Regions from separate parts of the Rattus norvegicus genome. Here region 1 is linked to region 2. The links are chromatin contacts, called in public Hi-C maps. All regions are on one chromosome and are shown on one strand. The core of a region is the stretch at or near the end of the contact, and the rest is flanking DNA. Distances in the headings are between cores, read along the strand shown. Region 1 holds the start of Pinx1 (PIN2/TERF1 interacting, telomerase inhibitor 1). Region 2 holds the start of Mtmr9 (myotubularin related protein 9).

Region 1 (5,385 bases), core at 217-2,716, 310 kb before region 2:
ATTGGACTCAAGTTTGCAGTGCTATGCCTGGGGGAAAAAGCCAATCCACCCAGCTCAACAACCTGGTATATACTCAGCACAACACTGTCTTGCTCATGCACACAGCAAAGAGAGCCATATTAACCAGTGTTCTACAAGTGTGTGTCAGACCCATGTCTGGAGAATGCCTGCCAAGGGTTGGTGAGCAAGGTTTGTAAGGAGCCCACCTTTCCCCTAAGAAATGCATCTCTGCCACATACTTACACAAGATGCACTGCCATGCTGGGTAAGGAACTGGCTGCCAGGTCACTTGTTCAGCCCTGTCTACCATTGACATTCCAAACTGTGTTCATGCAATCACCTCACTAAGATTTTTAAGCCTGGCTGAGGCGGAGACTAGTTCATTTTCATGGAAGTAGAGACCAGGTGAACTGCCAGGAAGAGGGATCTACCTAGAAAGGGCAGTTTTCAGTCTATAACCTATTGAGCTGCCTGCAGGATGTGCAGTGTGCTCCACTAAAACATACTTTGTTCTAAAATGACACAATTATCTTTTAAAAAGGAAATAATTTGTTTATGTTCTTTGATAGCTACACAACTTCCAGGAAAAGTTAAAAGCCAGCTTTTGGTGATCATCACACGACTGCCAACTGGTGGCAAGAATCCATAGCTACATGTCGTCTCTTTTAGAAGTAAAGTAGCTTCTGGGGAGGGAATTAGTGCACTTCAGAGTGCACTTCGTTTTCGTTCTCTCTCTCACTCTCTCTCTCTCTCTCTCTGTCTCTGTCTCTGTCTCCCTCCCTCCCTCCCTCCCTCCCTCCCTCCCTCCCTCCCTCCCTCCCTCCCTCCCTCTCTCTCTCTCTCTCTCTCTCTCTCTCTCTCTCTCTCTCTCTCTCTCTCTCTCTCTCTCGCTTAGAACCATTCATCAGCCTGCACTCCCGCCAGAGATTTATCACTGCCTGACACCTGTAATCCTTCTGTTTTTCTTCTCTGGGTCTAATACATTTTGGACAGTTGGGATTCGTGGCCTGAAGTGATGCTATGGGACCTGTCTTTGTGGAACCCCAGGATGCTGTTTTGAGCCCGAGAAGTGAAAGATTCCTCCAGCTGGCCACGATGCCCAGCGCAAGGGACAACAGTCTGAGACCCGGTGTCCTGAATGTCGGAACGCCACGCGTGCGCGCACGGCCCAAGCTTTTAGTTCCAAGAAGCGAGTCTGCGGGACATAGATGATCTGTCCCTCGCGGGCCCGGCAGTCACTGCTGTCCCCAGTCGGGCCCGGATACCCGCACTCCCATCACCCCTTCACCCGGTCGTCCAGCTTGGCGGACACTCACGCTCCGCTAGCATCGACATTGTCGCAAGTCTGTCGAGCGCTGCCTCTGGTCTGGCGCCCAGCGGTTATGAGGAGCCTGAAGTGCAGTTAGGGAAGAAGCCGGCTCACAGAGCACGCCGGGTCCAAGAGTTTCACTGGGGCGCATACTACTGACGTCACCAAGCGCGACTCGCCACGGACTACGTAAAGCCGAGGGGCCGACCCACCTTGCGGGACTGGTACACAAATTCATTCTAGGGCTGGGGCAGAGCTCTCGTTGGACTCAAGCAGTTCGCAGTTTAACGCAGAAAGCGGATATGCAAGCAACCTTAAAGTTGTTCGGGGTTCTGTGAACCATAGGTACCTTCAAAGAGCTGGCGAGATGGCCAAAGAAGAAGGTATTGGCACTGTGGAGCGGGGGCCCACTTTCCTCACACTCTACCTCTTCTCATTGGGGATGCTGAGAGAGGAGGGAGGGAGGGAGGGAGAGAAGGCAGAAACAGCCACGTAGCTGTCAAAGTCAAACGAAACACCAGATTTTTGTTCTTAACGGTCGAGAAATGTTAACTCTTCCGTGGTGTTCGCTGTGACAGACTTAAATCCCAAAGGCCTTTCCCAATTCCATCGCTCAACATGCTATACCTGGCATTTGCTGAATGCATCCTGACACATTCTGTTGCCCTCTTTTTGCTGACCTTTCTCCTCCATTTGTGTGACCTCAGCAATTTCCCAAGCTGTTTACTTGCCTCCCCCCAACCCCCGGCCCCAGCCTCTTCCTTCAACGTCCCTTTCTTTGTCAAGGCTTTGGCTTCCAATCTAGACCTTAGCTTTCCTCAAATCTTTGTTGTAGCTGTGCCTTCAGCACTGGCCAGTGCCCTGACCTTCCAGAGGCTCTTCTTCCTCGTTTTGTCTTTTTATGGAAGGTAACATCCACTTTTCACCAGACCCAACAAGATTCCATGTAGACCCCCATGGCAGTCAGTGCAACCCTTCTAGGATGCGGTGTGCTGGTAAAATATGGCTGTGTTGGAGGAAGAGCTCGGGGTTGGGAGTGGACAGACCTGAGAATCAGGCATGACTGTCACTTACCTACCTGTAAGATGAGAGCACCCAGCCAAGAATGATTGTGTGCTTGACCACGAATTATTAACAAGAAAGAAGAGGCAGTAATGTGACTGTGTGGTGATGAGGCTGAGTCTGACCAAATCACCCGCTTAGGACATCTGAGCTTTGCCCCAAATCCTTTCCAGATTTCCGTTTCCCTGGGCCACGTTTCCTAATCTGGATCACTAAGGCCAGGTACAGCAGCCAGAAGGGCACACAGGAGCATTTTCTCACATTCAGTGAGGATACCAGCTTTGACCTCACTCCTCTAAAAGTTCTTTACAGGACAAGGAGGAGTGACCAATGAGAGCATTCCCAGCGAGTGTTCTTGGATCACAGCATCAGCTACCTTTGAAAGTCTTTGTCATTTGTCTGAAGACGTCTTTGGGGAGCATTGTAAACTTCTACTGTCCATTAACTGCAGTTTGAGAAGAGTTGGAGGAGCAAGTATGGAGAGGACAGAAAAGAAAGTATGGAAGCCATGCAGCCCTGGAGTCTGAAGCAAGTTTATTAGGGCATGTAGGGAACTCCTTTCTATTCTGGCTTTGGCTAGAGCAGAAACTATTCTTGGTAATTAAAAAAAAGTAAGCTAATAATTTAATTAATCATTGTAGAGGTAAGAAGTAACAGGAATAGTTCCTGAGACAGTCTGTGAGAAAGTTTAGCATGCATTATGTAAAAATATTCTGTTGCTGTGAGAGTGAAACTCCTGCTCTCTGCTAAATCCTGATTGATTCTCCAGGAAGAGAGCAGGTTAACATGATTCATTTGTGCCTTACGTTGTCATTCCTCTGTCATTATTAATATTGGCTAATGGAGCTCGGAACTCATCCATGTGTAGCCTGAACTTGACTGAGCAAGGGGTTGCCTTATTCTTTCCTGTAACTAGCCCGGGTGTGCTGTTCCCAGGAAGAAAGACTGTGCTGAGCGGAACTCCCGAATCGAGGTGGCTTTTTTTGAAACATCAGAGGTCACAGTTCAAAACAGAAAAAGAAAGATGGATGAAGGGAGAGGGAGGACAGAAAAGGGAAAGAATGGCTCAATCACTGCTTGTCTTGTCATCAGAAAAGTATGCTTCTTCATTACACAAAACGACCAGGTGCTGACAAGAGCTCAGTAACCTCCTAGGGGTGGGGTGTGTGGCAGCAGTTCACCTTGGTAGCTGCAGAAATTGCTGGCAGTAGTCCCTCCCACAACTTCAACTGGCAGGGACAAGGAAGCTCAGACCCACTATAATGAGATTGACCCCTGTGCTGAAACCTTCACCCCCAAGGAGATTGCATGAGGAGGTGGTGCCTTTAAGGGGGAGGGGCTGTGCATGATCATGAAAGAGGAGCCTCAGGATGGGATTGGTGCTTTTCAGAGAGAGAATCCAGATGTCCTTCTCTCTCACATGCTCTGGGAATGCAACATGACAGTCTTTGGGAACCAGGAATCATAGAAACAAAATCTGGCAGCCATTCGACCTTGGACTTAGCCTTTAGGACTTTAAAGGATAATTTTCTGTTATTTTAAGCCACTTTAAGTATTTTGTTACAACAGCTCAAATGGACTAAGACAGGCAAAATTACACACTGACACAGAGTAACAGTCTTAAATTCCAGACCCATATTTCCAAAGAGCAATAACTGAGGAAAGTATCCCCTGCCATTTCCTTGGATGCAGATGTTTTTGAGGGTGAATTTTAGTTAGGGACACCAGTACAGACCTCTCACATCTGTTTCAGAACCCAGCCCCTCTCTAAACATCTGAAAATGCTGTAAGTCAAAAATTGCCACCAGTGAAGAAGAATTTTAGAAAACTGTACCAGAGGGAATCCCTGTGAATTTTCTAGTACATATGTCTTCAAATTTGCCCCTTTATAGGACTAATATGTATTTTATATTATTGACAACTGATTCATTTCTAAATTATTGACTTGAACCATAAAACAGTTTAGTCATCAGCTCCCCTGGACAAGGGTCACATATTTTTGTTTTTTGTTTTATTGTTTTTGTTTTGTTTAATACAAAAGATGGGTAAGAGATTCAAAAGCAAAGGCAGGCTTCTTCTTTTAGTGTTCCGCCTAGAAAAGACAGGGATGTGGGAAGGGGAGCATAGAGAGACAGACATAAGGATAGGGCTGGAGCTGGCTCAGTAGTTAAGAACAATCCTTGCTTTTGCAGAAGACCCAGTTTTCAATTCCTGGCACTCATGTAAGGCAGCTCACAATTGCCTGTAACTCCAGCTCCAGAAACCCAGCAGGCGCCCTCTCCTGACTTATGTAAGCACCTGCACTCTTTAAAAATAACCAAAAAATGAAGCTTTTTCAAAGGTTGTATGTGTAGAAAGTTGTGGGTACCCGGGAAAATAGGATATCAAGGGATATGGACCAATTGTTGAGACTTGTGTACGGCTCTCCGAGTCCTGGACTGCTGGGTCTGATCAAAGCACTCATTTTACACCGTTCTCTGTGTCTCTAGCTCACTCTTCCTCTTCTCCGAGGAGAGGATGACACCCTGACTTTGACGTGGATTTCTCTATAATTATGTGCTTCCCTCCTTCCCGAGACTGCACAGTTTGAAAATGAACCATGTTCGTGCATGCAAGGGAGAGTAGAGAATTAGGTCCATGATTCTTGTTACTGCCACCTGTTTGCTGCACATGCTTTAAAAACAGTTGCAGTCCCATGGATACATCTTTTCTCCCCTCCTGCCCTGCTTCCTTGCTTACTCCACCCACCTCCACCTTCCAGCAAAAGACGTAAAAATGGAGTATGATTACATCCCATTTTGTGTTTTGCCTGACATCACAATAAAATGCTAGATTAGGGATTGGGAGATGGCTCAGAGAGTAAAGTATTTGCCTTTCAAGTATGAGGATCTGAGTTCAAACCTCCAGAACCCACATGAAAGGTGGGTATAGTTGTACATGCTTATGATCCCATCCACAGCAAGATAGAATGTGGAGACAGCCAGATCCCTAGAGTTTACTAGCCACTAGCTTAG
Region 2 (5,288 bases), core at 274-2,773:
CTACTGAAGTTTGGTTTTCTCAGCGATGGTGAACTTTCTATGCTTTGAACTTCAAATCACAGTCGATACAATTTTCTAATAGTTTCTGGCATTTCATTATAGCATCGCAGAAGATGCATCTCAGAATCTTTTTTTTCTCTTGGCAAAAAGAAAGAAACCCCAAATTTATGATAGAACATGAAATATTTTTAAAACTGAATGATAATAACGTTTCATAATTTATTTTTAAGAAAACCAGAAGGACCATAGAATCTCTGGGGAATTTCTGTCTTCTAACATATACTAAATTGGACATTAAGTTCTTCCTTGGACATCTTCCATTCAGGGAACCTTAATCTTCAAGGTTTTACTTTCATGTTTTCTCTGTAAAAATTTTCCATTATTTTTCAGATTAGAAGTAAATTCTAGATTCCACAATTTGTAATTAAAATAATGTGTCAGATGAGGAAGAAAATGAACAAATCCAGTCTGGAAAATACCTTCACATTACTTTGCCTCATTCCCTTAGCATTCGTTGCTAGTTGTTTTTCTTTTGCACATAAATTGGAATTGCAGGAGTGATTTAAGAAGGGAAAATTTTTAGGAGAGACCAGAACACAATCAAGGGCAAACACTGTGCAGTCTGACCAGCTTCACTTTGCACACTCGAAAGTCAGCTACCTCGCTGTTCTTAGATACTGCATGGTGAGAATTTTCACGGCTAACAAAGTAAGAGCAGGCCAGGACTCAAACATAATTCTTATTCTGGGATAAAGCAGAAAGACGGAAAGCGAGAAGGGGGAAATTACAACAGCAAAAGTCTGTCATTGCACTGTCCTTGAGCAGTTCAGCTAGACTGTACTTAGCCGGGATGCTATGAAGTCGTGACCAATATACTTAGCAAGGTCTTTGATTTCCGGCTTTGCTACAGATTAACTGAGCTGTTTCTGCAGTTACTAGAGTCCTTCACAGGGCGAGGATTAAAAAGTTTCTCTTTGCATCCTTTTAGAATACGCTGTTCTTGGTTAAAATCATGGCGTTCTCAAAGGGTCTAAGGAATAGAGCCCCGTGTCCCTTCCAGACACTAGAAGGCTATTTCTCGATCACAACCACTACTTCGATCCTACATTTGACATCTCTTCGTAACCAATCCCTGATAATAACCACCAATTATAGCAAACGCCCAGAAGAGCTCTTGAGGGACACCACTCAAGCGGATCCCCGCAGGTCAGTGACATCTTTTTGTCCTGCCTTTTCCGATGAGGAGTATTTGAAGGGCAAGGATTGCGCCCGTAGATGATGAGAGTTCTTTTTTCCCCCGCTCCGTTGTAGGAACATAAAGTCATTGTTTCTGGCTGTGTTCCACCGGATCTAACAAAGGACCAACTTCCGGTCCGGCTTCTAAGTCTTCCGAGTCTTGAGTGCCTCTAATTCTGCACGGAGTTACTGCCGGGTGCAGCGTCCAGTAGCTACTTCCGCCAGAAGTCCCTAGCTGCTCGAGCTCGGATGCTACCCCGACACCAGGTCCGTCTCCTCCGCAGCCCGCCGGTCAGGGGCCGGTGGCAGCAGAAAGTGCAAGGCCTGGCGTGAAGCCTTCTCTGCGCCGAGTGCAGGCCAGTGGTGCCGAAGAGACTCGGGGAAGTGACCAGGGCGGTGCCCTCAGGCCTTAACGCACCCGCCCAATAGGGGCGGGGCTCGACCTCCCGGACCCGCCCAGCCGAGGCGCTAGGTCTGCGGATTAACCGCCCTGCGTCTGCGGGAGTAGGCCTCCCTCCGCTAGAGACATGGAGTTTGCGGAGCTGATTAAGACCCCGCGGGTGGACAATGTGGTGCTGCACCGGCCTTTCTACCCCGCTGTGGAAGGGACCCTATGTCTGACGGGCCACCACCTGATCCTGTCTTCCCGGCAGGACAACACTGAGGAGCTCTGGCTCCTCCATTCAAATATCGACGCCATTGACAAACGGTGAGCGCCTACCACACCCAGGTCCGTGAGGAGCCAGGAACAGAACAGACGCTTTCAGGTGTTTTATTTTTGGCATCCTCGCTCAGCCAGCCAAATGAGCCTCCTGTGGCCTACATTTGAAAGCCAACTGCACTGGCTACCTGGCATCTCCAGGCTAAGGTCTCAGAGTCGCAGCGGTCGTATTTTCAGTGTTCTCCGTAAAAAAAATTTCTCTCATCACATTTCTTGAATGTTCCTTGCCAGTTTTCGAATTGCTAGTTGCCAATCTGACTTTACCAAGTTGTAATTAAATACAATTTAATTCTCCCCTGCCTCCGGCCCCCAACGCGCCGCCGTTCTTAAATAGGCATGCTCACCCCTTTTCAGCCCAGGCCAGTCTTGAACTTCCTACTCTCCAGCCTCAGCCTCCCAAGTAAGTGCTGGAATTACAGCTGTGTGTGTATGGGCCACTATGCCTGGCTATAGTTCTTAACTGAGTACACTGCATTACTTTTCCATATGCGCATTTTATTCTCCTTTAAAGGTTTAAAGATCATTAAGGTGTCAGCCTCCCACTCTGTACTCTTTACCTGTGCAAAAGAGTGCCTCAGAGTCAAACAGTTACATATACTTTGATTTGCGCTTAGTTTCTCTGCTTTGTCGGTGTCCCTATGAACCCTGTGTACTCTAGGCAGAAGGCAAATTATATAATTCATTATGAAGTGTGTGTAACAACATACTGTCTACTGCTTGATTAAATATTTTGGATGTTACGATTTCTACAGAGATTATGCCTTAGGACCATCTGAAGTCATAGTGTTGGATGAAGAGGTTGCAGGCCAGCCATCCATCCATCCATCCCAGCAGCAGGCTACTACTCTTTGTGGCATAAGTGTATTCACTGGTCTCTCATGCCTGCATGATAAAGGCTGAATCCCTGGCTCTCCATGTTCTGGTTCTCACCTACTGTCCTCACTGGTTTTCTTACCATTCTCATGATTTGTCATTTCTTACAGATTTGTGGGCTCTCTGGGTACTATTATCATAAAATGTAAAGATTTCCGAATAATTCAGTTGGATATTCCTGGAATGGAGGAGTGTTTAAATATAGCCAGTTCCATCGAGGTAAGTATTTTGCAGGCAAAATTCTGATAGGAAAATGGCAATATTCTGATTCTGTACAGCCCTTGACACATGAGAAAAATCACGTTTACTCTGCAAATCTTGATACTTGATGAAGGCAGTTTGTGAACTGTTTTTGTGTTTCAGTGGCTTTCTTGAAAGAACATACCATGTGGAATTCTAAGCCACTAAAACAAATACAATGTAGCTAGATGGTGGACTTGTTACAGTCAGTGGGCTTTACAGTGAGCTGGTGTGATTGATCTTCCTGAGTTTAGTGTATCTTTGGAACCCTTGAACTCTGAGCAGTACTCCTAATACTGTGATTGTTGTAGTAGTGGGGTCCTGTTAGCACGGGCCCATGAATGAAGTACCTCACCTCTCACAGTTAGCCCACAGTGTCTCATAAAGCGAGAATAACTTTACGGGCCTTTTAGGGTGTTGTACGATTACATTCGTGGGCATATGTAGAATGCTTAGTATAATACTTGGCAAGTGGTTGCTGCATTGGAGGGCCCTTCTATGGCAACATTTTTATTCTGAGACTTTGTGATAGAAGTAGCTATGTCACATAAAGTTCAGTGTCATAACCGTTTCTCAGCTTACCATTGTGTCAAAAGTGTATTCACAGTGTTGTGTAATAGACTAAAGCAAGTGATTGTCACCAACAGCTGTCATCCGTGACTTTAGCACATCTGCAAGTGTGCATTTGTTTTCACTAGTCCACCTGAGGCATGTCTGTTTATGCATGTATAAGAGCTTTGGACATTGGTCAAACATAGAAACATTGGTCCAAATGGCCACACATAGGAACGTTGCTTGGATAGTTTAAGGGCTCTGATGAAGGCCTCACACTCCCTTTCCTCCTTCTAACTATTTCGGTACACACCCCAACTTTTAAATTGCCTCATTTTAAATTGCTAACACCAAATTATATCAGCTATATCAACTGATTCTGTTTAAAGTGATTTCTAGATAATTTTGTTTTCTTTCTGTATAACTGACTTATTGGGCTTTATTTTTCTTTAAAAAAAAAGTGGATTAAGCTCTTAAAAGAAGAGAGAAAGCCTTAAATCTATAATTAGAATTTGGTTTGGCTTTAAACAAGAAGTAGAGGATCGGGTGATGTGTTATTGAGGAAGTGAATACAAACCTCTCTGCTTTTGCCAGGTTCTGCTTGTAGAAATGAACGTGTACGTTGAAAAGTCTGCCATACACAGTTGTCACTTGGAAGTGTGATCTTGGCTTGGCTATACTCCCCAACAAGAATTAGAAAGCAAACTGAGATAATGTTCCACTATTTGGACAAAGGAATGCCTAGGGCTCACTTTGGTTGGGTGTAACTAGTGTAGCATAGAGATAGTACGATGCCTCGCCAATTGGCAGATCCCTTTAGGAAGGAGGAAGCGAGTGTGGGTACAGCTTCCACATGCGTGTGTCTTGTAAGAACTCAGTTTTATTATGTACCATGTAATGTTGTTGGCCTATTAGATGCCTTATCTCCATGGGGACTCCTAATAAGCCTGAAAAGTTTCTTCCATTGAACAAAACTTAGGGGAAGCTATATGACTTAACTACTATGTAGCTGGGATCTGGAACTTGAGGCTTCTGATACTTGGCAGCTGGCCAGAGTTGAACATTCCTTTATATAGAGACAAGCAGGCATAGCTTTTTTTCCCTTCTTCTTCTTTTCTTTTCTTTTTACGGAGCTGGGGACTGAACCCAGGGCCTTGCACTTGCTAGGCAAGTGCTCTACCACTGAGCTAAATCCCCAACCCCAGGCATAGCTTTTGAATAGTTTACAGTGTAGTTAATTACTAGATTTTTAGCTGAGACTTTACTAATCCAGACCTTCTTGTTCTGTTCCCAGAAATTCTTGGACATTTCATTGAGCTTTGTTAAATTGTGCCAGGAAACATTATTTCACTAGGCACAGACTGTCCTGTGCTTATTAAATTCAGGCAGCACTTGTTGAGTGTAGGTGTGTGTGTCATCCTTGTTAGAGGATGAAGTGTGGATGCTGCAGTCAGACTAGCTGCATGTAGAGACATGGCATTGGAGACCTACCTGTATTAATAGGGCTCCATCATCACCAGGTCCTAGGTGCTGACTGCTACTTTGTTAGATCTGTAGAATCATTTTCTTCCTGTCCTCTAGGCATTGTCCACTCTGGACTCGGTCACCCTGATGTACCCTTTCTTCTACCGACCCATGTTTGAAGTGATTGAAGATGGCTGGCATT

The links. A called contact is a pair of places that touch in the nucleus more often than the background predicts.
Region 1: a Hi-C map of Schwann cells shows a contact between it and region 2, with 2.7 times the contacts expected there. The contact joins the promoter of Pinx1 here to the promoter of Mtmr9 in region 2. A contact is called at or near these places in 3 of 12 Hi-C or Micro-C datasets (the A7r5 cell line, Schwann cells and frontal cortex).

Annotation. Positions count from the first base shown.
Region 1 is chr15:42,269,886-42,275,270 of GRCr8, reverse strand. Pinx1 (PIN2/TERF1 interacting, telomerase inhibitor 1) reads right to left here and starts at 1,466. Exons shown (of 7, transcript NM_001083337.2): 1 at 1,317-1,466. The coding sequence starts at 1,335. LOC102553493 (a long non-coding RNA gene) reads left to right here and starts at 1,553. Exons shown (of 3, transcript XR_005494046.2): 1 at 1,553-1,692; 2 at 2,674-5,385.
Region 2 is chr15:41,963,371-41,968,658 of GRCr8, reverse strand. It overlaps Mtmr9 (myotubularin related protein 9), which reads left to right and starts at 1,523. Exons shown (of 10, transcript NM_001005761.1): 1 at 1,523-1,945; 2 at 2,941-3,049; 3 at 5,204-5,288. The coding sequence starts at 1,764.